2 separate regions of the Drosophila melanogaster genome follow, and region 2 is linked to region 1. The links are chromatin contacts, called in public HiChIP or PLAC-seq maps. All regions are on one chromosome and are shown on one strand. Each heading gives the region's core, a stretch centred on a gene start, on an enhancer-like site or on the middle of the called end of the contact. The rest is flanking DNA. Distances are from core to core; before and after follow the strand shown. Region 1 holds the start of bigmax. Region 2 holds the start of Mtl (Mig-2-like).

What was found. HiChIP or PLAC-seq counts read pairs in DNA pulled down with a chosen protein or histone mark.
Region 2: an H3K27ac HiChIP or PLAC-seq map of the Kc167 cell line shows a contact between it and region 1, with 5 times the contacts expected there. The contact joins the promoter of Mtl here to the promoter of bigmax in region 1. A contact is called at or near these places in 10 of 107 Hi-C or Micro-C datasets (the D17-c3 cell line, the S2 cell line, embryo and 5 more) and 1 of 6 datasets of contacts at active chromatin or transcription factors (the Kc167 cell line).

What each region holds. Positions count from the first base shown.
Region 1 is chr3R:27,285,644-27,291,936 of dm6, reverse strand. It overlaps bigmax, which reads left to right and starts at 3,411. Exons shown (of 3, transcript NM_143299.3): 1 at 3,411-3,609; 2 at 3,752-4,152; 3 at 4,218-4,571. The coding sequence starts at 3,468. The coding sequence ends at 4,439. It overlaps CG3368, which reads right to left. Exons shown (of 3, transcript NM_143298.2): 2 at 5,910-6,293; 3 at 4,489-5,851. The coding sequence ends at 4,622. Hmu (Hemomucin) reads right to left here and starts at 3,168. Exons shown (of 4, transcript NM_057811.4): 1 at 2,892-3,168; 2 at 2,617-2,822; 3 at 2,257-2,557; 4 at 345-1,920. The coding sequence starts at 3,007. The coding sequence ends at 804. CG3348 reads left to right here. Exons shown (of 2, transcript NM_144004.2): 2 at 1-402. The coding sequence ends at 277.
Region 2 is chr3R:27,633,455-27,639,747 of dm6, reverse strand. It overlaps Mtl (Mig-2-like), which reads right to left and starts at 3,199. Exons shown (of 5, transcript NM_079809.3): 1 at 2,912-3,199; 2 at 1,745-1,910; 3 at 1,443-1,675; 4 at 1,209-1,369; 5 at 1-1,125. The coding sequence starts at 1,860. The coding sequence ends at 1,048. It overlaps CG5611, which reads left to right and starts at 3,688. Exons shown (of 2, transcript NM_001276087.2): 1 at 3,688-4,582; 2 at 4,644-5,123. The coding sequence starts at 3,709. The coding sequence ends at 4,750. Tusp (tusp,) reads right to left here. Exons shown (of 11, transcript NM_001202374.2): 9 at 6,151-6,293; 10 at 5,902-6,093; 11 at 4,816-5,838. The coding sequence ends at 5,722.

The DNA.
Region 1 (6,293 bases), core at 2,162-4,661:
TCTGCCCATTCAGAAGCGCCGGCCGCATGAGCACAATGGCGAGCCCAGCTGCCAGGGTCTAGATGAGGTGAACCGCATGTTCCGGAATTACTGGGATCCCACGGCCTACTGGGTGTGCGATAAGCAGGGCACACGGGCTCGTCTCCAGCGCTGTCCGCAGTCGCAGCTCTACTCCGAGGAACTCGGCCGTTGCGTCCACTATGCCGATTGGGCCTGGACGGATCCCAAGGAGCCGGCTGGCCGAGCCAAGATCAGTCAATCGGTGTCCACAAATTAGTGATATCTTACGGCTAAACTTAATTTAATGCTAGTCTAAGACAACCAACCTCATTAGGCTTACGTCTATTTTTACAAAATACCTTTATTTTTAATGAAAATAAGAAAAAAAATCAGTACAAAATCAAAAGTTGCTCGAGTTTAACAATTTTGGGGCATTGTTTACTATTAACTTAGCTACATGGAATGCACTTCCGGTTGTAAAAAGGAATGGAATGTTTATAGTGCCTAAGCAAAACAGAATTATATGTTAGTCTACAACATATAAAGCGTTGCCCGTCGAGGATCATATGAGCAAGGCCCTCGGCTAGTCTGAATTTAGCTACCTTTCGACTAAAATTAACTGGTTTCGACAGCCTGAGTTGGGGCATGATAAATAAGAAACCTTTGAAAATTCCCCAAAAGTGGTTGAGATGTTGGAGGGAAAAAGATAATAATCCTAATAGGTTTTGACTGCGTGAAGAAACTAATCTCGCGTCCGGGAATATGCCCGATTAACTCAGGAGGAAGCTGATGCGTCTGCGATCTTAAAGCTCCACATTGACGCCTTGCTTGTTGATGACCTTGAGCTTCTCCTTCTTGGGTGGCTGTGTGTCCGAGGGGATATCCTCCTCAACGGGCGCGGGTTTCTCAGGCACTGTGCGCTTGACCTTCGGTTTAGAAGGCTCTGGAGTAGGAGTAGTAGGAGTAGTAGTAGTAGTTGGCTTAGGAGTAGTGGTGGTTGTTGTAGTCGTAGATGGCTTAGCTGTCGGCGGCTTAGTAGTTGTTGGCTTCGGCGTGGTTGTCGTAGTGGTGGTAGTGGTCGTTGGCTTCTTGGTTGTCGTTGTGGTAGTGGGCTTTGGCGTGGTTGTAGTAGTTGTCGTCTTGGTAGTGGGTTTCGGCGTGGTAGTTGTCGTTGTGGTAGTGGGTTTCGGAGTGGTGGTGCTAGGAGCCGCCTTGGGTTTAGGAGTGGCTTTGCTGGGTGGCACACCAATGGACGCCTCCAAGCCCTCGCCCTCGACGCGAACATTGCGCACCTTCAGCGTGGGCTGCTTGGCCTTTGGCGACTTGACACGCGCCAGGTACTGATTGGTGGGGGAGCCCAAGAACAAGAAGTCCTGGAACTCCAGGACGTGTGATACCGTGGCGGCCGACTTGTCGAAGCCATGCAGCGAGCCCACAATGTTGCCGTTCCAGTCCACACGCACGACAGTCGTTCGCTTGGGCGCCAGCACAGTGATGCTCTCCATGTGTCCCACGAAGTGAACGAATCGCTGCGAGAACTTGTTCGGATATACGCTGTTCAAGTAGCGGAAGGGCAGCTCGAACAAAGCCAGCATGCGGGCCAGGAACAGGCGCACGCTGGGGAAGCGAGTGAACAGGGTGAAGCCGTTGGGATGCTCGCTATCCGCGCTCTGGACCAATGGCACCCAGATGCCCTCGGCGTCGGGTGTCAGGTTATCGGGCAAACCGGGCAGTCCGTCGACGAACACCTCGCTCTGACCGGCCTTCGCTCCCTTCAGGTGATACTTTGTCAGACGCATCGCTCCGGTTTCGGCTACCACGATGAAGTCCTCGTTGGGACTGAGGGCCAATCCATTGGCGAAAGCCAGTTCGTCCAGCAGCACCTCGCTAACATTCTTCGAGCGATTGTATTTGAAGAGACTGGAACGTAGAAGAAAGCAAAGGCCGTTAGAGTAACCATAAGACCAGATCGAGAAACCGGTTTGCGTTCGTCTTACAGTCATACTTCTGTAACTTGTCCCTTAATTATAAGAATTAAGCTAACTTCAGTAAGCGTGGACTCTTAATTGAGATTAATTAAGTGACTCCCTCGATTCCTCCGCTACAAACATTTGAAATAATCTTAAATGGGTCACAAAACACGTTTTATAAAGAAATACATTGTAATGGGGTCCCACTGTAGCCCTATTCCGAATAGCTATCACTTTGAATTCTAGCAATATTAGACAGTGTCGCTATAATTTGCGATGAACTCACCGGCCGGAGGGGTTAGCAAAGCTGGCAAAGACGAGGTCTTCGATGGTGAAGTCCGACGAGGAGTCCGTCCAGTAGACGTCGCCCTCTTTGCTCACGGTCACGCCGTTGAAAATCTTGGCAGGGCGGTTGATGGACTTGCCGGCAAGCTCCTGGGCGGGCGAGACCAGCAGAGTCTTCTTATTGGTGCCCAGGTCCACCTGCCACAGGCCGTAGTAGGCGTCGGCGATGATGAGGTTGTTGCCCTGCGTATCAAAGGCCAGTCCCAGCGGACGGCCGCACCGGGACTCCTCGTAGATGTCCTCTGCAAGGGGATTACTATTATAAAATGAAATTCCCTTTATAGGACTCGAAAATACGCACCGCAGGGCTGGCCGATCTTGGTGACATGCGTGACATGGTTGGACGTTAGCTTGATGACCTCACCGCCGTGGATGCCGGTGTAGATCTCGTTGTTGCGGGCTATCAGGCACTCCGGGCCGTAGACCCGCCCCTCCAGCAGTCGCTCCGCTCCCTCCAGGTGAAAGTTCGATTCCAGCGCACCCTTCAGGTCTTTGGGCGGGGTCACACTGTACGAAGTGGCGATTTCTCCAAGGATTAACACGGGAATTACGTCAATTGAAACGGGCGGCACTTACATATAGTCCTTGAAGGGGAAGGTGGTGCGCGGCGGCAGACCGGGCATTAGGATGATGAGGAGGAAGAAAATCATGAAGTTCATGATCCTCACGCGCAGCGCATATAGCAGGCCCATGATTGATTCCTTGTGCGTCCGCCGATCACAAATTACAGCCCAAAAACCCGCTAAATTTAAGCAATAACCCCGAAGAAAGCGACACGACGGCAAAGTTCAACAAGAAAAAAACGTAAAAGTCATCATCCGGACCGGTAGAGGTGGCCGAAATATCGATATGACTATCATTCGTTGATTGAACGTACCACATCTTACACTCTGCTACAAAAATTAATTGTATGCAGTTTCTAAAAACTATGTTATTAGGGATGCAAATTATAACAAGCATAGTTGGTTGAATAACATCATAATTAAAGTACCTGTTAGCCTGGTACCTGATAACTGTTTTAAAAATTCCTTAAAACTATCGCACAATGTTGAATGTGACCATCAGATACCGAAGGCTTTTCGCGCTACCTTGCGACAGTCACACCGCTGCTAGTGTTTTTGTTTTGGGAATTCCAAAACGTCGCAGTTGACGATGAGCGATAATAACAACGCGTTGGCCACCAAGGAAGACGTTTTCGGCATGGAGCACGACCAGGACCACACCAGCAAGCACTACTCGCGGTGCAGCAGTGCGGGCAGCACGCACACTCCGAACTCCTCGGCGCACAATTCAGGTGGGCGAACGCTGGTCAAGATCGGTCACGCTGATCGGTCAAGAGTGCGGGGCGGGGGCAGCTGATAAAGCAGTGGCATTGAATTACTCGCTATCAGCAGCATTTTATTACATTGTACTCATGTTTCGGTTCTGTATCGCAGACGACGACGACGATAGCGGCGATGCGCGCCATTCCGCGGCCGCCAATTCCACGCTGAGTTACAAGGAGCGGAGAAGGGAGGCGCACACCCAGGCGGAGCAGAAGCGGCGCGATGCCATTAAGAAGGGCTACGACAGTCTGCAGGAGCTGGTGCCGCGCTGCCAGCCCAACGACTCCTCCGGCTACAAGCTCAGCAAGGCTCTGATCCTGCAGAAGTCCATCGAATACATTGGCTACCTTAACCAGCAGAAACTCAAGCAGGAGGACGAGGGATCGGCGCTACAAAAGGAGGTAACAGCGTTACGGATCATTAAGAACGGCTATGAGAACATGCTACAGCATCAGCAGGCGAATCCAGGGCCGGAGGAGGCACGACTCACCGATGAGGCCAAGTTTCAAGTGGTAAGTATGGAGCGCTTACCTCTATTATAACCTCTAGAATCGCCACCCACCACCCTCCTCCGTAGTTCCAGGCCATTATGGAGGAAATGTTCGAGACATTTCAACACATACCCATGGAGAACTTTAAGCAGCTGACCACCGGCATTATCCCCTGGCTGGAGGAGCACTGCAAGCCGCACATCCTGCGCAACATACTCAGTCGTACCTTGCAGCAAATGGCGCAGGAGGCTATGGAAAAACAGGAACTTCAGGCCATGGAGCAGGAGTCGAGCGAGGGTTTCAGCTGATCGCGCGGTTAGTTCATATTCTCATTGGTTATTTTAGAAATCCCTGTTTGGTAGATACTTTCGTTACGTTTACTGCGTACAAACATTAAATGCGTCATTTGAATAGTTGTAAAAGCGTTGACAAGGAAAGATAACTTTTTGGCTTAATGATTAAAGATTAGATAAAACTAGATTTGCTAATGCTAGCCGAGAGACTCGACGAGAGCCGCTTTATCCGCACTACCCAGCTGGCCTAGCAGTTCCAGCAGCACATTCCGTGTGTACGGCTTGAAGCGACGAACTCGCTCAGTGACATCCAGCGCGGTGAGCAGCGCTTCAAGGAATCCCTCCAGACGTCCCGCGCTCCACACATGACGTGCTTCGTGCTTTAGTTTCAGCACGCCCGATGTCAGCGTGTAAATCAGTCCCTCGTAGAAGTTCTCCTCCTCCAGATTCGCGGCCAACTTGGCGCTGGCCAGCAGCGCCGCCGGCAGATCGCAGCGGAATTCGTGCGACCGCACAAAGCAGGTGGCCGCCAGTTGGCGGACCTGATCACATTTGTGCCGCAACAAATGCCAACTGAGTCGGCGGAAGCGAATGAGCAGGGGATTTGGCTCTTTCCCGCCCGACGTACGCAAGTGCTCGACCTTGGACAAGAAGGCCAGAAAGAGTATGATGGATGACGTGACCTCCTGGCGATCACAGCACCTCAGCATGTGCTCGCAAGCCTTGGGCAGCAAGCAGCCCAATTCGTCGTAGTCCAGCTCACTGGGTTCCCAGGCGGGTCGTGTGTCAAACTCTGTAGCTTGGCGCTGGCCGACCAGCTTGCCCAGATTGGCGCCAAAGAGTTGAAGTGCCGCATTCGAAATGGTCCATTCGGGGTTGGTGATGTGCTCCATGGCCACCAGCAGAATCTCATTGTAGTACTTGCTCATAGCTGGCCTCAGTTCTGTGTCGCGCACAAGAACGCAAAGGTAATGCAGTACCAATGCCTCCCAGCGATCGTGATTGCTATCGAGACAAACAGTCTCCGCGGTTTGGTTTTCATTTAGCCTCTTAAGAATCTGCTGCACAGCGCGATGGAGCAGCAGCCGCTGTCGTGGATTATCGTTCTTCAGCACGTGAAGGAACATTATGGCGAAGCCGGCACCACGTCGTGTGGTGCTCACTTGACGGCTTTCAGTCAGCAGCTCTCGCTCTAGGCAGTCGTGAAGCATTTGGAATCCCGAATCGCAGCTGTCTAAGCTACTGGTGATGGCACGGGTAAGTCTGCCAATGCTCAAGCCGGCCGCCTCTATGGCTCCTTTGTGCCGGCAAAGCGTCAAAACGGAAACATTAATATTGAGGCAACGACGCAGAGTCTCGGTGTTAACTGTTTTGGCAGACGTTTGCAATTGGTAACACCCAATGCTGGTGGCCAGATCGCAACAGCCCTGCAGAAGGATAAACAAATGATAAGTTTATCAAGAGTTAAGAAATATATCTACGCACCTTCAACGTTAACCAGAAGCTCATCAGTAAGTACTTTCGACAAGCCTCTTCCTCCCCATCACACTTGAAGGAGCTTTCGCTGACCAGCAGCTGGAGACTCTCGTCCATGTCCTGGAAACTGGCTGCTGTGGCTGCCTCTTCCTGTCGCCGGGCGTTGGCCACATTGAGGAACTTGAGAATGCCGCTGAGAATTCTCTCTAGCAATGGCAACAAATCCTCCAGAGGCGTCTCCACTGCCAAGCCAGCCTTGACCACCTCGTCCAAGGCGCAAAGATAGCCAAAGAGATGTCCTCCGCTCTTGGCGGTCTGCAAAGGATCTTCGAAGAAGGGATCTAATTTACCGGTAAGCCTTTTCAGGCACTCATCAAATATCTTTGATCCAGC
Region 2 (6,293 bases), core at 1,950-4,449, 350 kb before region 1:
TGATTTTCTATATATAATTAGTACAAAAATTGTCCTGGGATTTCGTTACGTCTCATTGCGTCTTTATCATCGTGCTCATTGTGTGTTTGGAAAACTGTGTGCTTTTCTTGGTTTCTTTAGGTTTTGTATTCGTTTTTGATTCTTGTTCCTTTCGATTATTCGAGTCGCGTCACATTTAAATGCATTTAGTTGCCTTTTTCCATTTACATCATCCTTTTGCTCTACTTAAGCCATAAAAGTTGTTTATACAATTCGTTTTTAAAGTTAGGGTAATAAATAGGTCATTATAAAATAATAAACAACAGTTGTTACATTTTCAAAAGACATCGTCAAATGAGCTTCAAGTGATTATGATTATGATTCGAGGGTCGAGTTAGAATTAAAAAAATGCGCATGCTTGAATATCATAAAAAGTGGCTTCTCTAAGAGCTCGTCGTCAAGTGAATTGGCCTGGTTTCAGATTTGGTTAGCTGCGGATTGGCTGCCTTAGCTCATGGCTATATATAACTATAATACATTTAATGGGAAACTAGGAAATGCATAGATGCTCGTGATATGCGAAACCAATGTTTGCTGCGGTTGTTATAATTTTCTCTTTCTGCCAGATACTATTCGTACAATACATTCGATTCAATTGACTAGATTTCTACATATGTAGTGCATTAGATTTATGATTTATCTGTGGTACCGATTTTGTTAACAATGTTTTTTTTAGTTGTTGCGGGAGGGAATCGTGGTTTGCCAAATGTGTGACAGCAACGATCCGCAGAAAAAAACAGCCAAACAAAGAGAAATTTCATACGAATTTTGATGGCAGTACATTTCGATTCACAGAATTTCGTACAATATTTATCGTTTGTTTAGAGTTTCTTTCCGGGTTCGGTGCCTTTTACGAGAGTACGGAGAATTTTATAAATAAATACATGTAATTGATTTGTCGATGAGGGCGCTGCGTGAGTGTCAATTTGTTGTGGCCATTGTGCCGGTGTACGTGTCGCTTCCGAGGAATCTCTATACTTCGCCAAAGCCAATAACATTCTACCTTATTTACATTATTAAACACTTTCGCTGGCGTCGCTTTAGCGGCTCTGGTCTGAGCACCGCGCGCACCGCTTCCTCGAACACCTGAATTTGCAATCGGAGTGGGAAGGGAAATTTAATGATGAATAAGGGGTAGGTGGAGGGTGTGCCGGGCACCGATGACTTACCGGCTTGAGACCGCGCTGCGTCAAGGCGGAGCACTCCATGTATTTCACAGCGCGTATCTTGTTTGCCAGCTTCTGGCCCTGCTCGCGCTTCAGCGGCGTCAGTCCCTGCTCTGCCAGGCCGCTGAGTGTCTCTCGATCTTCGCGCAAATCGATTTTGGTGCCTGGAATACGCCCAAAGATATATGTATGATTCTCGTTTTCTGATTGCAGTTTTCATGTCGCTTGGCAACTTACCAACTAGAATGATGGGCGCATCGGGACAGTGGTGCTTTATCTCCGGATACCATTTCGAGGTGACGTTCTCAAAGGACGAGGGACTCGCCACGCTGTAGCATATCAGGAAAACGTCTGTCTGCGGGTAGGATAGCGGTCTCAGGCGGTCGTAGTCCTCCTGACCCGCCGTATCCCACAGTCCCAGCGAGACCTGTATTGTGTCCACTTGCATGGGCGCCGAGTAGTTGTCGAAGCTGTGAAAGATATCATAGTAAAAGTTAGATATCGATCTGCGGTTTGCGGCTATCGAGGCACAAACTTACACTGTGGGCACATATTCGCCGGGAAAGCAGTCTGTCGTGTAGGAGATTAGCATGCAGGTCTTTCCGACGGTGCCGTCACCAACGACTACACACTTTATGGGCCTTCCGGTTGACATCGTGAGTGTGCTGAGTGTGCCTGTGCCGATAGCTGTGTACTGTCTGTGTGCTGTGGGCAAAATAAGATGGAAGATGAATGTCTTCGCCAGCTTAATTCAATTAATTAAGTTCTATTCGAGGCAATAAACCCGCCAGTGCCAACTGACCGCAAATTATTTCACAGTCGTACTTCCTTAATAAAAATTCTTTAAAATAGAAACAAATGCTGTAGAAATACATATATGACACAATAAATTATCCTATTCGTTTTATTAGGTTTTTATAAATAAATTAACTACCACATCGTTTTTGGCGCGCAACTACATATATATAAGATAAACAATTGCTTAAATGGAATTTGGCAACTTTTAAAATTTGAATATCTAGACAAATTGAATCAGGATACTTGCTTCCTGAGTCGCAAACTATTTATATTGTATTAATGGAAGTTATACTTATTGGAGTATGCTACATCGTAAAGTGGGAATGTCCAAGCTGTGGAAGTACTACTGTACAGAGTATAATGGCGAAGGTCTACGGTATATCTCTGGGATGATCAAAGGCAGGGCTCTCGAAAGGTGTGTCCCGGCCGCAAAAAGAAAGCAACCGCAGCGGCGGAGGCCCATAAAGCCTAATAAAACGAACGAGGGTCTCATTTCGGTTGCGGTGGCACTTTGTTTTCGCAAATAAAATTTTCAAAAATAGATCATGATGGGCGACACAGACGGGGAAAAACAAAAAGCATAAATGGGAGCAGCGGACCAAATGGCGACCGCCCCTCCAGTGGCGCCCCTTCGGCGGTGGGCGGGGTCGCCCGAGTGTTGTGGTGACGCGGAAGCCACCGGCAGACGCACCGCATCGAGAAAAAGAAACACAAAATGGGAAAATGAACCGCCCGAAAATAGACACAATTAAGTTCTCATAACCGATTCAATTAAAGTTCAACACACAGAGGCGGCACATATTGCGCCACATGCAACGGGGCTGGGCGTGGCCGCGGGGGCGGGTGCGGTAGCAATGAAAATCTTTTGTTGTGGCACAACACCGAATGGGAATACAATATTATTTTACCGTTTTCACCACCACCTATCCTTTTCCTTTGTCTGTCGGCAGGCGGCGACTGTTTTGTACTTGGCTTATATCACTGTGCGTTTTCCGGCTACCGATATGCGTTCGAGGCGATGGTCCATGCGGCGCATTTAAATAATTGATTCGCACTATTTCGCAGCGGCTTTTACTTATAAATATCTGTTTGAGGGACAAAACGCAGCGTCCCCGAATAATTTTCGTGTTTTTCCTTTTTGTTTCCACTCCACACAAACACACACCCACCTTTTTGACAGCGCAGCGACGCTCTCTCTCTCGCCGTTGACAGTGGTGCCAACTTAGGGCCAGAAAATAGCTGACGGTAAATATAAAAAAATCACTTAAATGTATGGTACCAATAACTAAACTTAATAAGCATATCATCCAGTATAAAGTCGTTTTTCTTTTTCCAAAACTAAAATAAACTTTTTTTTACAATTGGCACTTAAAAATCAGCTAGACTTGGCGTGAAAAAAGAGAGCGGGTAGTCCAGCTCCGCTCTCTCGAAACTGACAAGCAGTGCTGCAAAAGGTGCAGGGCTCAGGCGGATTTGGCATTATACAATACTAATAGGCATGGTTGTGGGAGAGGGGTTGCAACCAATTTTCACATTGTAAACAAAATTATTTATTTAATTCTATTTCGAGCAGAATATTGTAATAATTACCTGTTAATTAAAAAATTATCATTTTAAAATTATCTTATGTAAGTTCAATACCCTTTAATTGCTATCGACTACGCCCATGCTGCCTATGTCCACTGTTGTTGTTTCGAGCGTCGTAATGAGCAGATTTGTTTATAAACTTTTACAGAGTGCAAACCAAACTAGTTCGGGCTGCAGACGCATTTCTTTGGCTACTGTAAGAAATGCGGAAAGCGAATCTCAAGAGGGTGCCCCTGCCCGCACAGTTCTGGTGGAGAAGGACTCGCACATAACACTTATTGGCCTAAATCGCGAGCAGCAGCGTAATTCCATTGATGCCAACACCGCGGAGCAGCTGACCGAAGCCATTAGCCAATTCGAAGCGGATGATACTTCTCCAGTGGGTGTGCTCTACGGCATAGGTGGCTCCTTTTGTGCAGGCTATGATCTGGAGGAGCTAGAGGCGGAGGCGCAACGCGGCAGCCTCAACTTTCTGTTGCGTCACGAGGGCTCCGTCGGACCAACTAGGCGGCATCTCCGCAAGCCACTTGTTTGCGGCATCAGCGGTTTCTGTGTGGCCGGTGGATTGGAACTGGCTCTAATGTGCGATCTCCGGGTGATGGAGGACACTGCAGTTCTGGGGTTCTTCAACCGTCGCCTTGGAGTTCCCCTGAGCGATGGTGGAACTGTGCGGCTGGCCGCTGCAGTGGGTTACTCCAATGCCTTGGAGATCATCGCAACTGGAAGACGCATCTACTCTGGGGAGGCGCGGCGAATCGGTTTAGTGAATCGCGTTGTGGCCACAGGCACAGCTTTAGGTCAAGCTGTTAATCTGGCCTTTTCCATTGCCAAGTTCCCCATGGCTTCCCTAATGCACGACAGGAATGCTGTGCTTGAAAATGCCAATGCCTACAACAAACCAGGATTCCATGTGGCCAGTTACAATGAGATCATGAATGTTACCTCAGATATGATAACAGATATGCAGGAGGGCGTGAAGCGTTTCAAGAACTGTGAGTAGTGTTCGTGTTCATTCCTAGAAACACTTTGTTACCTTCCTTTTTTATATTTTAGCTGAAATAAAGGGCCCCAAAACCGATTCGTGGAGCATAAAGGAGAAAACCATTCCAGATTGGGAAAAGGCCGAAATCGAGATCGAAAAACAAAAGCAAAAGACATGACATATGTAGTTAGCTGATATATACAAAACTTCTGTTCTTCTGGTTAGTTGCAATACTTTGTTGTTATATATAAAACGAAAGCCTTTATTCACGTAAAATACATTTATTTAATGATTTATGTAGTTGACCGCCTAAATCGCTTACGACTCGCGCTTATTTCAATATTCACAACAATTACAATAACGAATTTTCCTTGAAATTAAGCCTAACTACAAAAAAGAGTTGAGAGGAAAAGCACAAAGTTCGGTATTCCTTGCTGTCGATCGATTCAACATTCACAATTAGTTTACACTTATAAAAAATATGCTAGCGTCGAGTAATCGGACTTGTCCTCTTACTTACAATGAATTTTTGTTATCAAGTGCGCTGGGCCAAGCGGTTTGCCGGTCTCGCCAATATGTCTTAGTTCTAGGAGTTAACAAAAGGAGTTATTGCACTTAAATCGAGTAAAGCGAGAAACGAAGCTCTATGCAAAAAAGGCTGCTCTTGTACAAACTAGTGTTAAAAACCGACTGATCGTTAATCGTGTTAAAGTAGTTTGATTTAAAATACATCGTACATCGTACATCGTCGTACTACGCCTAACATTTACACTCGGCTACACTTAATCCAAAAAATTTGTCATACAAATATTGCACAAAAATGGATCGGACTGTGAGTTTGCACACCCATGTGCGCACTCGTGTTTCAATGTGCAGCACATGGCAAAACCTTCAATCAAGTGGTGGTACGTGTTCACATACATAATCACTAAAGTACGGTGTTCGGAAACCTAAAGACCACAATATACATATACAATATATACAAATGAAGATGCAATTTTCGCTAACCATCCGTCCATCCCACCGTGTCTGGTATAAAAATATATAGTATAGCGTAGGCCAAAAAAGCAATTGCTGCATTCAGCTGGCGACATTTTAAAGATGCGGTGCGATGCGATACGATGCGATATCTGATCCCTCAATACCCGATTACTTAAGTCGCTGTGTCACATTGGCCAGAGCCACGGCGAAGGCCTGGAGGGCGGAGAAAGGATACTGGAAATCCAGGGTATAGGCATTTCCATCAATGCGACCGAATTGCATGACCTGTTAAGTGGATTCAAATGTTATTTGTGTGCTCCTGCAGATTGCCTGCGATGCTCAGCTCACCTGCTTGCCACGAAACTCGATTTGGAAGTTCTTGGCTGACTCCTGGGTAACGCGTCCGCCAAAGTCCAGCTGGTACACCTGACTCATCTCATTCCACATGGGCGCCTTGTTGTGCATCACAAATTCACGACGCACTGGCGCCGGATTGGCACAACTAGCACTGCCATTGGGTTCAATCTTGCCGCGCTTTAGCTGTGGATAAAGAGTTGTCCATCAAAATATTATGAGAATATTGATTGATCAGCTTACCTTCTGACGCAGTTGAGCTTTTTGGAAGGTCTCCAGGTCGCGATACTGCTTGCCATTGCCCGCATTGTTGCTCTCCTCACCGGATCCATTGGTCTGGTTACCCTCATCATCGGAGCTCTCGATAATGCTCTGTTTTTTGCGCT